Linked DNA regions of Mus musculus: regions 1 and 2 are each linked to region 3. The links are chromatin contacts, called in public Hi-C maps. All regions are on one chromosome and are shown on one strand. The core of a region is the stretch at or near the end of the contact, and the rest is flanking DNA. Distances in the headings are between cores, read along the strand shown.

The links. A called contact is a pair of places that touch in the nucleus more often than the background predicts.
Region 1: a contact with region 3 is called in a Hi-C map of the N1E-115 cell line, with 5 times the contacts expected there. The contact joins two enhancer-like sites. A contact is called at or near these places in 1 of 484 Hi-C or Micro-C datasets (the N1E-115 cell line) and 1 of 9 other capture datasets (embryonic stem cells).
Region 2: a Hi-C map of the N1E-115 cell line shows a contact between it and region 3, with 14 times the contacts expected there. The contact joins two enhancer-like sites. A contact is called at or near these places in 3 of 15 datasets of contacts at CTCF or cohesin (hippocampal excitatory neurons, large pre-B cells and stem cell-derived epiblast-like cells), 6 of 484 Hi-C or Micro-C datasets (the N1E-115 cell line, cerebellum, cerebral cortex and 3 more) and 1 of 115 datasets of contacts at active chromatin or transcription factors (neural tube).

Annotation. Positions count from the first base shown.
Region 1 is chr15:72,863,164-72,867,221 of GRCm38.p6, forward strand. All of the region lies in intron 16 of Trappc9 (trafficking protein particle complex 9), which reads right to left. Among named protein-coding and RNA genes, the nearest start is that of Gm41343, 33 kb to the left of the region's middle. Within about 2 kb of position 2,523, at least 86 of the 459 cell types and tissues checked have an H3K27ac peak or open chromatin away from gene starts, as enhancers often do. A contact at or near this core is called in the N1E-115 cell line, where this site is marked.
Region 2 is chr15:73,020,356-73,024,073 of GRCm38.p6, forward strand. All of the region lies in intron 6 of Trappc9 (trafficking protein particle complex 9), which reads right to left. Among named protein-coding and RNA genes, the nearest start is that of Trappc9, 39 kb to the right of the region's middle. RefSeq lists an enhancer at 64-2,964. Within about 2 kb of position 1,901, at least 62 of the 459 cell types and tissues checked have an H3K27ac peak or open chromatin away from gene starts, as enhancers often do. A contact at or near this core is called in the N1E-115 cell line, where this site is marked.
Region 3 is chr15:72,048,697-72,052,591 of GRCm38.p6, forward strand. It overlaps a transcript of Col22a1 not described here. Among named protein-coding and RNA genes, the nearest start is that of Col22a1, 16 kb to the left of the region's middle. Within about 2 kb of position 2,140, at least 10 of the 459 cell types and tissues checked have an H3K27ac peak or open chromatin away from gene starts, as enhancers often do. A contact at or near this core is called in the N1E-115 cell line, where this site is marked.

The DNA of each region.
Region 1 (4,058 bases), core at 1,273-3,772, 810 kb after region 3:
TTTGTTCTCCAATACCTAAAAAAAAAAAAAAATCCCCTATTAAAAAATGCTTAAATCTTAAAGGCCTCAGCTACTTCTCACTAGAAGGTAGGCAGGAGGGCAGGGCACCCTGCAGTCATTAGCTGCAGAATCCCCAGAACAGCCTTACATGCAAAAGGACCTCAACAAGTTTCTTGAACTGTTTTTCAAAATCTATACCCTCTTCTCCTTATTCTACCGGTCGGTCTCTGAGTTATTAGGAACTGTGGGTGTCTCCCCTGCAAAGCCTTGCCTCCCACCTGCCTCTGAGTCATGTCCACCTTCAGCCTGGAGGAAGAATACGGAATAATATATAAGCAGCATTTCAGAGAGGAGGCTAGGACCTCTTCAGAATTCCACCCAAGCCATTTGCTACAGAAAGGGAGGAAGCTAGAATTCTCGCTCTGTAAACACAACGGCTGCCAAATACAAGGCATGGAAAGGGATGGAAACTGCAAAGCAGGTACCTTATCCTCATTTTGAGAGAGCCTTCTAGAAGGTGCGCAGCACACCTAAACCTTCTGTGAGCTTTCTATAAGGAAAGGCAGCCCTGTGTGGTAAGATGATGAACTGCAGTGCAGTGTGGTACCTGCCTGCTGCATTGCCTCCATCCCTGCAAGCCTGAGGAAACAGGCCTGTAAACAGAAGCATGATGGCCCTGTTCCCAATGCCCCTGCCCTAAGTTTAAAGCTCAGGAGGCAGACAGGCAGAGACACACACCACCCTGAGTTTCTGAAACAAGAGCCACGGGGGAAAATGTTCCTAGGACTCCAAACACATGCCAGGCTGTGTGGTGGCTTTCTGAGTGTGGAGTGTTCACTGTGTCCCTTCGTGTGTGTCCAGTGCTCAGAGGAGCATCCTGGCTCTGTCAGGTGCAGCTCTTACTATCCCTGACTCATAGAGGAGGAAGCTGAGGAGCAGAGGTGCCGATGGCTTATCTCCTGGCTAATGGCTGACCAGCTGCACAGTGCAGGAACCTTGTATCTCAAGCAAAGCATGAACCTGAACAACTCTGTCCTCCCCTCAGAACTAAGCCAGAGCTTAGGCACTTTGCATATGCTACCTCTGCTTACACAGCAGCGAGGGAAATCCGATCTGGTCCTGACCCACAGAAGCTGTAGCGCAAAGAGATCACGTGGCTTGCCTTAGATGACAAGGCTAAAGAGCAGTAGGCAATCTGCTCTCGGGTCCTCACTGTCCGAAATGCAACATCATTCAGTGGGGCCATATATAGCCACACTAGACACAGCGATCTGAACCGGGCAAGGTTAAGCCTCAGAAGGACAGAGAGAGGAGGAGAGGAAGCACGAAGAAACACAGAAACAGTGCACACATCATGGGATAGGCTGCCATGATGGTCACAGCAACCACACACACAGAGCCTAGAAGGCCTTCCTGACATCTAAGCCTGGCATCCTCGAATCTGAGGTAAAGGCGTTGGGTGATGTGCCTTCTCTGGACTGAGCCACACCCCAATCCTATGCACACCACAAGGATAGCAGCTAGGCCACAACACCACCTATCTGCAGTGAGCTGCAACCTCTCTCGTTAGACACACACTTGTACCACACGGCGCTGTACTGGACCAGCAGGATCCAGAGGAAACACAACAGTGCAAATTTCCAGTTTCCTGTGTTAAGAAAAATCAAATGAACCCTGCAGAGACAGCCATGGCCCACTGCACCTCTCTATACATGCATCTGATCCCCAGTCACATGGCTCCTCTGGGCTCCCCAGGGGACCAGCTGCTCTGCTTCTGTGCTGTCCCAAGAACCCTGACAGAGGCTGGTAGTGAATCTTCACTGCTGTACTCCTTGCCAGAGTCTCAGTTCCTTAAAGATAGTCCCTAACTCACTTGATTTGCATTCCCAGAGCTAAGTCCAGTCCTTAATAGGTAGGCAGTCAATGAATATTTAATGAATGAGTAAGAATCAGAGGCTACATTGTAGTGCACTATCATTACAAAATAATTAAATGGGGAGGGTGTTTAATATAATGGAGTTCTGCAAGAGACAGCAATGGCACCCACAGTGCAGTATGACCATTTCATGCCACTTGGCTGCACACTTAAATGTGGTGATGGGTAAATCTGGTATTATGGGTATTGTAACCACAATGTCTCCAGAATTTTATCCAACTCTTAAAATATTTTTAGTTAACATACAAAATCATGGGTTTCACTATAACATCTTCACACAGAATCATCATGTCTTACTCAGATTTGCCTGAGTGTCTCCTTACAGCACAAAGGAGTGGCCTGTCTCACAGTGGCTGCCTTCCTAGCTTGGGCTGATGGCTCCACTCTCTTCCAGTGCCCACAGTGGAGAGGAAGCAGCCCCAGCTCGTGGGTGTCAGACCCTCTGGGTGTTGCTGCCTCTCTACCACCCTGCAGACTCTAAGCCTCATCGGATGCCATTTTAGCACCAAATCAAGCACCAAATGAGCGGTGGCTTTGCTGGGGGGGAAACGGCAGGAAGGATGTGGGCGGCAGGATGCGGGGACAGCAAATGCTTAAATGAAAGTCAACCCCAAGGGACTTGTCTGAGTCCTGAAAACCAGATGGGTCTGGCTATCTATACAGAATGCACCAAGCTTTGCCGTTAGTCATTATGGCCCCGCCTTCAATAAATCTCCTTTCAAGGATTGGAGAAGGGGGCACTCAGATTATAATTACCAATTCAGACCTCTCAGAATGGAGAAGGTTGGTGCAAAAACCTATTAACTCTGGGTCAAGAAGAAACAGGCAAAAAGAGAGCTGACTTGGAAATTACGGCAGGGTGGGGGTGGGGGTGAGTAAAAAAAGAGGACGTAGGATTAATTTTAGGATTAATTAACAAGTGCAAAGAAATTTTGAGAAACTAAAAATACCTTAACAAAAAGCAGAGCAGCTAACTTAAATTCTTAATGAACACAACAAATGGAGAAGTGAGGGAGGACGCACCCTTTAAATATCCCTCATCAAGGTCTGTGGCAGCACAGTTACCTCACATGCACATCTCAGGGCGCAGGGCTCGTGAGCCAGAGGCTCCAAGCAGCAGCGACGACGGGGACTCAGCCACACACTTCTAAAACTCCCCTCTCCTAACTTTCGAAACCAAACTTCAGTGAGTGGCTTTGCTTCGTGCTTAGCTTCTTCATCCCGGTGACCATTCAACACATAAAGCGTCTTTTGCCTATGAAACTTCTAGTAACCCGGTCAGGTCATAAAATACCACACTGGTAAATTCAGCAAACTCTTTACACGTTCCCCTCCCTAGATTGTGCTGTTTCTACGGACTGTCCTTTGCTTTCTGTAATGTCTTTTTCGTCTTTGGTCTCTCCCAAGCATCTTTGCAAGTCCTCCGATACAGGGGTCAGCAAAATTGCAGCAGTAGCCCCGTTTCCTGTTCCAGAGTCTCCTTTGAGTGGCTGCCTCAGTTTAGGGAAACTTCCCTTATCAAGGATAGCAGTTCTATGTCTACTTCTGGCTCACACTCATTTAGACAGCAGCCACTGCCCTCTAAGACCTGCCTGGGTAGCACGGCAGCTGCAGACAGCTGCAGAATGAGCACATCCACCATGCCCCGCCCTCCAGAGCCACCAGATGAAAACAGAATCTCCCCTGCCTTGGCCTAATGGTCCCTAAGACCTGTCAATCACATTGCCACAACCTTCTTCTGCCCCACTCCAAACCATTCCAAGCACAAAGTTCAAGTTCATGTCTTGTCTCAGCTTTCCCAACAGCAGGTTCCAGTCTCCTCCCTGCAGTCTGCTGTAAGTGCAACCGTAATTCTGGGGCGTGAAGACTACAAAGCCTCCGTCAGTCTGGCCCTGGTGGCAGCCTTCAGGTCACATTGTAAGTGTGAGTACAGTATGAACTGAGTGCTGGAAGTAGTCTCCAGTGCTTCAAGTCTGGGCATGAACGCTTCTACTATTCTCATCTGACGGATGAGGAAAGCAAAGTCTGGGGAGTGGAAAGAATTTCCTGAGTTAACGTGACCTTTGGTAACAGCTTCAGCATCCACAAAAGTGACCTGCCTGGAAACTGCGTTCTCTGCTCC
Region 2 (3,718 bases), core at 651-3,150, 970 kb after region 3:
AATTATTAAGGTATCTGTAGACTTGATGCTAAGGTTCCTAACTGCTAAAGCGGAGAGGGAAAGCCAAGATTCCCCAAGCCCATGAGACCAAAGTGACTTGCAAGTCTCCAAAGAGGAATTCCCAAGTATCCCTCTCACCCCTCCTTAAAAATTACAGCTGCCTGCAGGGCACTGAGGTCTGGCTTCTTTTATCACCTTTTCTGGTTAGAGTGGAGATTTGAAACTCAGCTCAATGGGCAGTGCCTTTCCAAGTTGGGAGGGGGAGGGGAGGGGGTAGAGCAGAGCTGGCCCCCAAGGGGTCTCTGCAGACCCCTGGCTCTGGAATGACTGAGCCCCCCTCACTGTCCTCACAGACTTCCACTCTCCTGGACTCTTAGTCAAGCCACACACCAGAATCCTGTTAGACCAGAAATTTCTCAGTTCTCTCTCTCTCTCCTCTCAATTCCAGAAAGGAATCTAGCAGGTGACCTTCCTTCTCCACCCCCCCCCATTCAATGGTTTCCTTGTAAGAGCTGTGGATCCCCCCACGGTTCCCCCACAGTTCCCCCACGGACTGACTGGCCCTGGAAGCCATTGGCCAGTTGGCCAGCTTTGACCTGTCACAGCATTACCTCAGCCCCTTCCCCAGATGACACCCTTCCCCACTCTCCCACCCTTCTGACTCTGAGCTCAACCTGACAGGAGCACTAGGGATGCAGTCACTCTGGTGCCTACCAGGCTCTTGCAGGGTTTCCTTAGCAACAGCTTCATTAAGGAAACCCATCAAAAAAGAAATCCGAGGAGGAGGAGGCTGTTCTTGCATCTGAACAGAGTAGCCTGCATAAAATCTGAATGGCTTTGCAAAGAAAATTAACCAAAGACAAAGAGGTTGAAAGTCCCCTCTAAAGTCTCATAAAGGAGAATGTTTTAAAGGGCACCAATTGTTCTGGAACTTAGAGATGTGAGGAGGCGGAGGACGGGGCCACGCTGCGACCCTCAGAAGCTGGTCTAGTTTTCCAGACACTTCCTCAGTAGCACTTTCTCGTAAGGTCACCTGCCATTTTCTGTTGAAAACAAAAATGTATTCAGTCCCTCAGGCAGCCTAGGGTGGGGGAGGGGAGCTGCCACCGGGTTGGGCTTTTGGAATCACACAAGCGAGGGAGCGAGGGGGACTGAAAGAACAATGGGAGACTTTGTGAGCTGAGCTGGGTCTCACCCCTCAGTTTCCCTGTCTTTAAAACTGGCTGCAAGTGGTGAGGAAAGGAACTGACGAGACCTTTCTCAGGGTCTGCTCAGCACCAGATGGAGCCGCCACAAGCCCCACCAGCCAGCTACAGGGGAGACAGTCATCGCAGCCTGTGCATCTTTCTTTGTTGCACCTTGCTCTACATTGCAACAGTGCTTATGCTCCTGGGATGAAGGCCTCCCGAGCTGCTCCTCCGCAGAAGGTATCCAATGGGAGCGTGGTCTTTGTTTCTGTAGATCTGACTCACTTGGGAATTGTTTGCCTCCATGTCTTTTGTTTATCAGCCGGTTTCCCCTCCTCAGCGCCGGCCAGTGTGGACCATGACTGTCTGCAGCTCACTGGACTTCAGGAGCAGGCTAGCAGGCAGGCAGACAGAAACACTTTGCCTAGAGTCACTCCTGCCCATCCCAGAGGCAAGGGAAGGGAAGGGAAGGAACACAAAGGGTGCATGAACACGTGTCCCAGGGACCCCTCACCTCTAAGCCACCATCTTCTTTGGTGCCTGAATCATTGTTCCTTTTCCTAACCTCCCTCTGCAGATAGGGGTGGCTACATTTAGACCACAGAATCTCAAGGAACAGATTCCTACTTCAAGAAGTCTGTGAATGGATGCCAGTGAGGTTTGCAGCCTCCTTGCCACCCTGCTGTTCCCAGACGGTGTGCAGCGGCACTAAGTAAAGGAGAGAGGTGGCTGCTTGCTCTCCACAGAAGACAAGCTGAGAGGGTGCTGCATGGCTCCTCTATTCACAAACAGGGGAAAATGATGACTCAAGTCCCAGCCCCTCTGTTCTCATATGAACCTTGTCATTTGCCTGTGAAACCCTCATGACCATTGCACAGATCTGTACACAGCCAGCTATTTGTTGCCATTTGGGAGTGCCAGATAATTACCAGAAATCACTCGCCTAAACCAGCCAACACACGCAGGTCACCCTGTGCCTGCACAGGGAAGAGGGACTCTGCATCTATTTTGCAGAGCACCGATAAAGACAGTTTTATCCTCCAGTTCTGAGGTTTTGGATTTTTGAGACAGAGTTTCTCTGTGTAATATCCCTGACTGTCCTGGACTCCCTTTGTAGACCAGGCTGGCCTGAAACTCAAGAAATCTGCCTGCCTCTGCCTCCTGAGTGCTGGGATTCAAAGTGTGTGGCACCACCAGCTCATGCAGGGATTCTGAAAGACAGATGGAACTTGCACTAGTCACATCTCCATTCCTTCCCAAATGTCCGCCATTTGCCGCCGAAGTCCTTCGTTACCATCAGCTCCACAATGGATCACACTTGATTAAGAACCAAAAGCTTGTTCTATTTCAGAAAAACTCCAGGCCCTTCTCTTTACTGTGATTATAAAATCCCACCAGAACTCATTATTTTGCTGCCTTGTCAACTAGCAGACAAACATCAGGATGAGACAAGGACCGCAAAGTGCCTTCCTCCTCCGGCAGAATTCAAAGGCTGGTAACCGCCCTGTGCCGCAGGCAGGGCCACAATTGCCACAGAGCATTGCTGCCCTCTAGTGTTTGCCTGACGCCGAGCAAGATGATAGCAGAGCTGATCCAAACTACAGGGCCCCACTGTGAATAGATAGCAGGTTGCAGTAAGTCCAGATCTCCTCCCTTTAATCTGCAAAGCGGACTTCAGTAACTGCAGAGAGTGAGGGCCCACAGGTCTGTAGAAGAGGAGCAGGGCTGGGAAGCCTGGCAGCCACCCACTACTCTAGCACCAGCTAAGCCCAACAGACTCCACTCCCCAGACCTTTCCGGTCTGCTTGGAGCCTCTTCTGTGTTCAAAGCTGTCTCCTGAACCGCCTGGGCCTGATAACAGCAGTAGCCCACTGCAGAGCTGTGGAAGGACACAGGACCATCTAACCTAAATCCAGCCTCCCAGCTACAAATAATTCAAGGCTTCCCTGGACCTTTCCAGTCTACCTGAGAGGCCTAGCACTCTTCACTCAGAAGCATGGATTACAATTAAGGTGCCACCCTCTTGCCCTTGAAGTACCCTTGCCCTGTGTATTGCCCTCACTGACCTTTGGCAAACCTACACCAGCATGACCCCTGCTGTCTCTCCATGCTCCAGGCCAGTGAGGCCCTAGCAGCCCACCTCAGACACTCAGGTGGTCTTTTTCCCTCATCATGGGTCCTTGCCCTGTGAAGCAAGCCCTTCGATGCCCAGGGTCTCAGTCAGTGCACATTTCACTAAGTTTGTGTATGCCTGGCATGGGGCATCCCTCCCTCCAGTCCTCTACAAGGACTATAGCCTTAGCATCCCTAAAAAACACAGCTTCAGGGCAGGCGAGATGGCTCAACAGCTAAAGGTGCTTGTCACTAGCCTAACTAAGCTCAATTCTTGGGACCCATAACGGGGAGGAGAGAACAGACTATCCAAGACACACACACACACACACACACACACACACACGGCTTGGCCCATTGTTGAACCCTGGATAGAACCAAGTCAAACAGTTAACTTCAGCATGACTAGAGACAGACAT
Region 3 (3,895 bases), core at 890-3,389:
CCTAATCTTCAGGCAGCAGGAAGAGAAAGGTGCTGGGCCTGGCATGGGCTTTTAAAATCTCAAAGCACACCCACTTCCCTAGTGACATACTTCCTCCAACAAAATGATACTTACTCCAACAGGGCCACACTTCCTAATCCATATAACCCTTTCAAAGAGCTTCACACCTTGGTGATTACACATTTAAGTATATGAGTTTACAGGGGGTCATTCTTATTTAAACCATCACAGTAGCCTAGTGGGCCCTCAGATAAGAGCAATATACCTCCAGTTGTTAGATCCTCCAAGTCTCTGTACTGGGGTACCTGGCTTTCTCTTGACTGTTCCATCACTCAACATGGGCCCTCTCCTCCTAGTATCATGGTGGTAGAGCACTTTGCTTCAAATGGAAACATTCTGTCATGGAATGAAGTTCATTAAGCCTAGAAAGTTCTGAAGGGAGGCTCATTAAAACCCAGACATCAAACAACCCACAAGCCTCAGGATGTTCCTGAAACCAGATTTGCAAAGTCCCTTCCTCCCCAGGGTTGTAAAGCAGGAAGAACAACTGAAGAGGAGAGATCTGTTGAGCTACCTGAAAGCCATGCAGAGAACTCTGGGGTTCCAGCTTTCCTGATTCACTATCCATGTTTGGGTGAGCTTTCAGGGATGTAGTTCCTGTAAGCAACTCCTCACCCATACTCCTGCAAGTAAATGCAATGAACTCGTTGGTTCACGAAGTTGACTTTGCTAGCAGGAACTACATCCCTGAAAGCTCACCCAAACATGGATAGTGAATCAGGAAAGCTGGAACCCCAGAGTTCTCTGCATGGCTTTCAGGTAGCTCAACAGATCTCTCCTCTTCAGTTGTTCTTCCTGCTTTACAACCCTGGGGAGGAAGGGACTTTGCAAATCTGGTTTCAGGAACATCCTGAGGCTTGTGGGTTGTTTGATGTCTGGGTTTTAATGAGCCTCCCTTCAGAACTTTCTAGGCTTAATGAACTTCATTCCATGACAGAATGTTTCCATTTGAAGCAAAGTGCTCTACCACCATGATACTAGGAGGAGAGGGCCCATGTTGAGTGATGGAACAGTCAAGAGAAAGCCAGGTACCCCAGTACAGAGACTTGGAGGATCTAACAACTGGAGGTATATTGCTCTTATCTGAGGGCCCACTAGGCTACTGTGATGGTTTAAATAAGAATGACCCCCTGTAAACTCATATACTTAAATGTGTAATCACCAAGGTGTGAAGCTCTTTGAAAGGGTTATATGGATTAGGAAGTGTGGCCCTGTTGGAGTAAGTATCATTTTGTTGGAGGAAGTATGTCACTAGGGAAGTGGGTGTGCTTTGAGATTTTAAAAGCCCATGCCAGGCCCAGCACCTTTCTCTTCCTGCTGCCTGAAGATTAGGATGTAGAACTCTCAACTATTTCTCCAGTTCTACATTTGTCTGTGTGCTTTCTGCCATGACAATAATGTACTAACTTTTATAAGGAAGCCCCTAATTGAATTCTTTCTTTTTTATAAGAGTTACCTTGGTCATTGGTCATGGTGTCTCTTCACAGCAGTGACTAAGGTAGCCTTCTCTGGTTTCCTATAGATAGATGTCAATCTCAGACCAGCCCAAGCCCTAAGAGGGGTCACATTCCATGGATTGCCACAAAGGGCCAGACCAGTACAGAGAGGGGTGAAAGATCTTTTCTAGAGTCCCGTCCAGACCAGGGCTGCATATGTATGGCTCTGTCGGGATGATTCCTGGTGGGAGAGCGCCCCCTGGTGCCAGTAGGAGTAATGGTTCCTGACTAGAGCTGTGACCTCTTCCAGGGTTGTGATCTCAGATTTCTTCTACTGTGTGATCATGCCTGTGGTGTCTGCAAAGCAGTGATTTCCCCGGGGGGTGGGGGTGGGGGGCGGCTGGGGGAAAGAGGGGAAGGGACAGTTCCAAATAGCAGAGGAAGGGAGGTTAAACACTTTAAGATCCGGTGTCCTCTCACCCAGGGCCTTTTCTAGAAGCCCCTTTTGTCTCACCCCCTCCAGTTGCCCTTTGGAGGTCTGGGTCTCTGGGAGTAGTATTCAGGCTCAGGATGTGTCCCGGGTCTGCATGAGCCACAGTCAGTGGACTCTCTCAATCTTGTTCACACATACAGCAAAGTGCTTCTCACAATGGACACATTTCCAAATACGAGGCAGTTGGTGAATGGCTGCCCCTAGGAGTTGCCAGCATTTGCTTTCTGCACATTTCCACCACCCTGCCTTGCTTATTACGGCCCTAATTACTCTGTATGCCTGCATCTGCCTGCCCCTTTACAGACCAGAGGGAGCCATTCCCAGGCATAACCGCCAGCTGTAACCACCACCCAACCACAGCTCACTCGACATGATACCAGCTTAATGATCCGTGTATGGCCACTTTCAGGCTATGCCCACCAGGGGTTTATGAAGCTTACACAACAGCTAAACCAGCCAATGAATTTCTTCCCTTCATGGACCCCTCAGGGTCTCAGCAATAGGCTACTTTAATACAGACATCTAAGGGACATTTGCATGGGGTATACCAGAGAGGAAAGGTTTGGTTGCACTTCTGACTTTGGATAATTAATTCTATAGTCCATTCTGCTGGGCTCAGAGATGTGTGGTCAAATATTATTCTGGAAACTTCTCTGAGGAGCTTTCAAAGGGCATCATCATTTAAGCCCATTGATGTTGAGAAACACACACTGTTCTCTCTCTCTCAAACAAGCTGACTCATCCAGTCGAAGTCTGAATGAAGCAACAGACCGGCCTTCCCTAAGCAGATGATACTTCAGTCTGATGGCCTGTGGGACTTGAACATTCGCTTCTTCAAAGTTTCTAGCGCGCACACACACACACACACACACACACACACACAAACACACACAGGCCCAATGAGGCTGAGAATGTTTTGATCACCCTGACCTTCACATGCCATCAGGGAGTCCTTGGGCTCCCTCTGCTGGACAGAAGGAAAATCTTCACTTGTTTTCTGATCTTGGCCTGCCAGGTACCAGGGCCACTTGCCTGCCCTTCTACCATATTTGAACCTTCTTCAGTGCATCTGCCTCTGGAGTCTCTTGTATGAGCTATGCAGGCATGAGAAGAGAGAATGTCTCTGGATTCTTCATCTCTGGAGCTGAGAGAACAGAGACCTGAGATGCAGAAAGGTAGAAGAAGGAATCGGGGCCTACAAGGCAATCTTGTTCCATTTATCACATTCTGCAGTGGTTCCCAGGAAGTGACACAAGGACCAGGTAGAGGATGCATTGAAGGCCAAGAAGAGCCCAAAGTCCTGAATCCCATGCCAGGCATACCCTTTCTGTTGCTTAGATTGGGGTCACCTCCCACCTGAGCTTCTATTTTCTGTTTGTCAGTAGTCTTATATCTCCCCTATGGTATGTGCACAATCTTGTCTCCATGATGCCTGCTGTAGGTGAAAAGGATGCTAAGGTCAATCCTCCCAGTGTAGTGACTCACAGTGCTACTGTGGCATGGCCTTCTGATGTACCCAGTAGCTCTGCATGAGCCCTCAGTGTCCACTATGCTCCTCATGTACACAGGATGTATGCCACTGCCACCCAACAGGAAGACACAGGACTCTCAGACATCTGGATGGAGTGACATTTTGTAATAAAGATGTGTGCATACTATAAAATAGACATCCAGATTTTATAAGGCAAATTATATATTATATTGTCTTATACATTATATATTTGAATATGTAATATAAATGACAGACATTTAAGATATACAAGTGAATAGTTATTGAAAAGAATAGTCTTGTGTTCATGTGTATTATACATAAACATGTGTATGGATCAGTGTGTGTATTTACATTTATAGCAGACATGCATATTTACGAGTATAATATATACGTGTAAATATATTGTATATATGT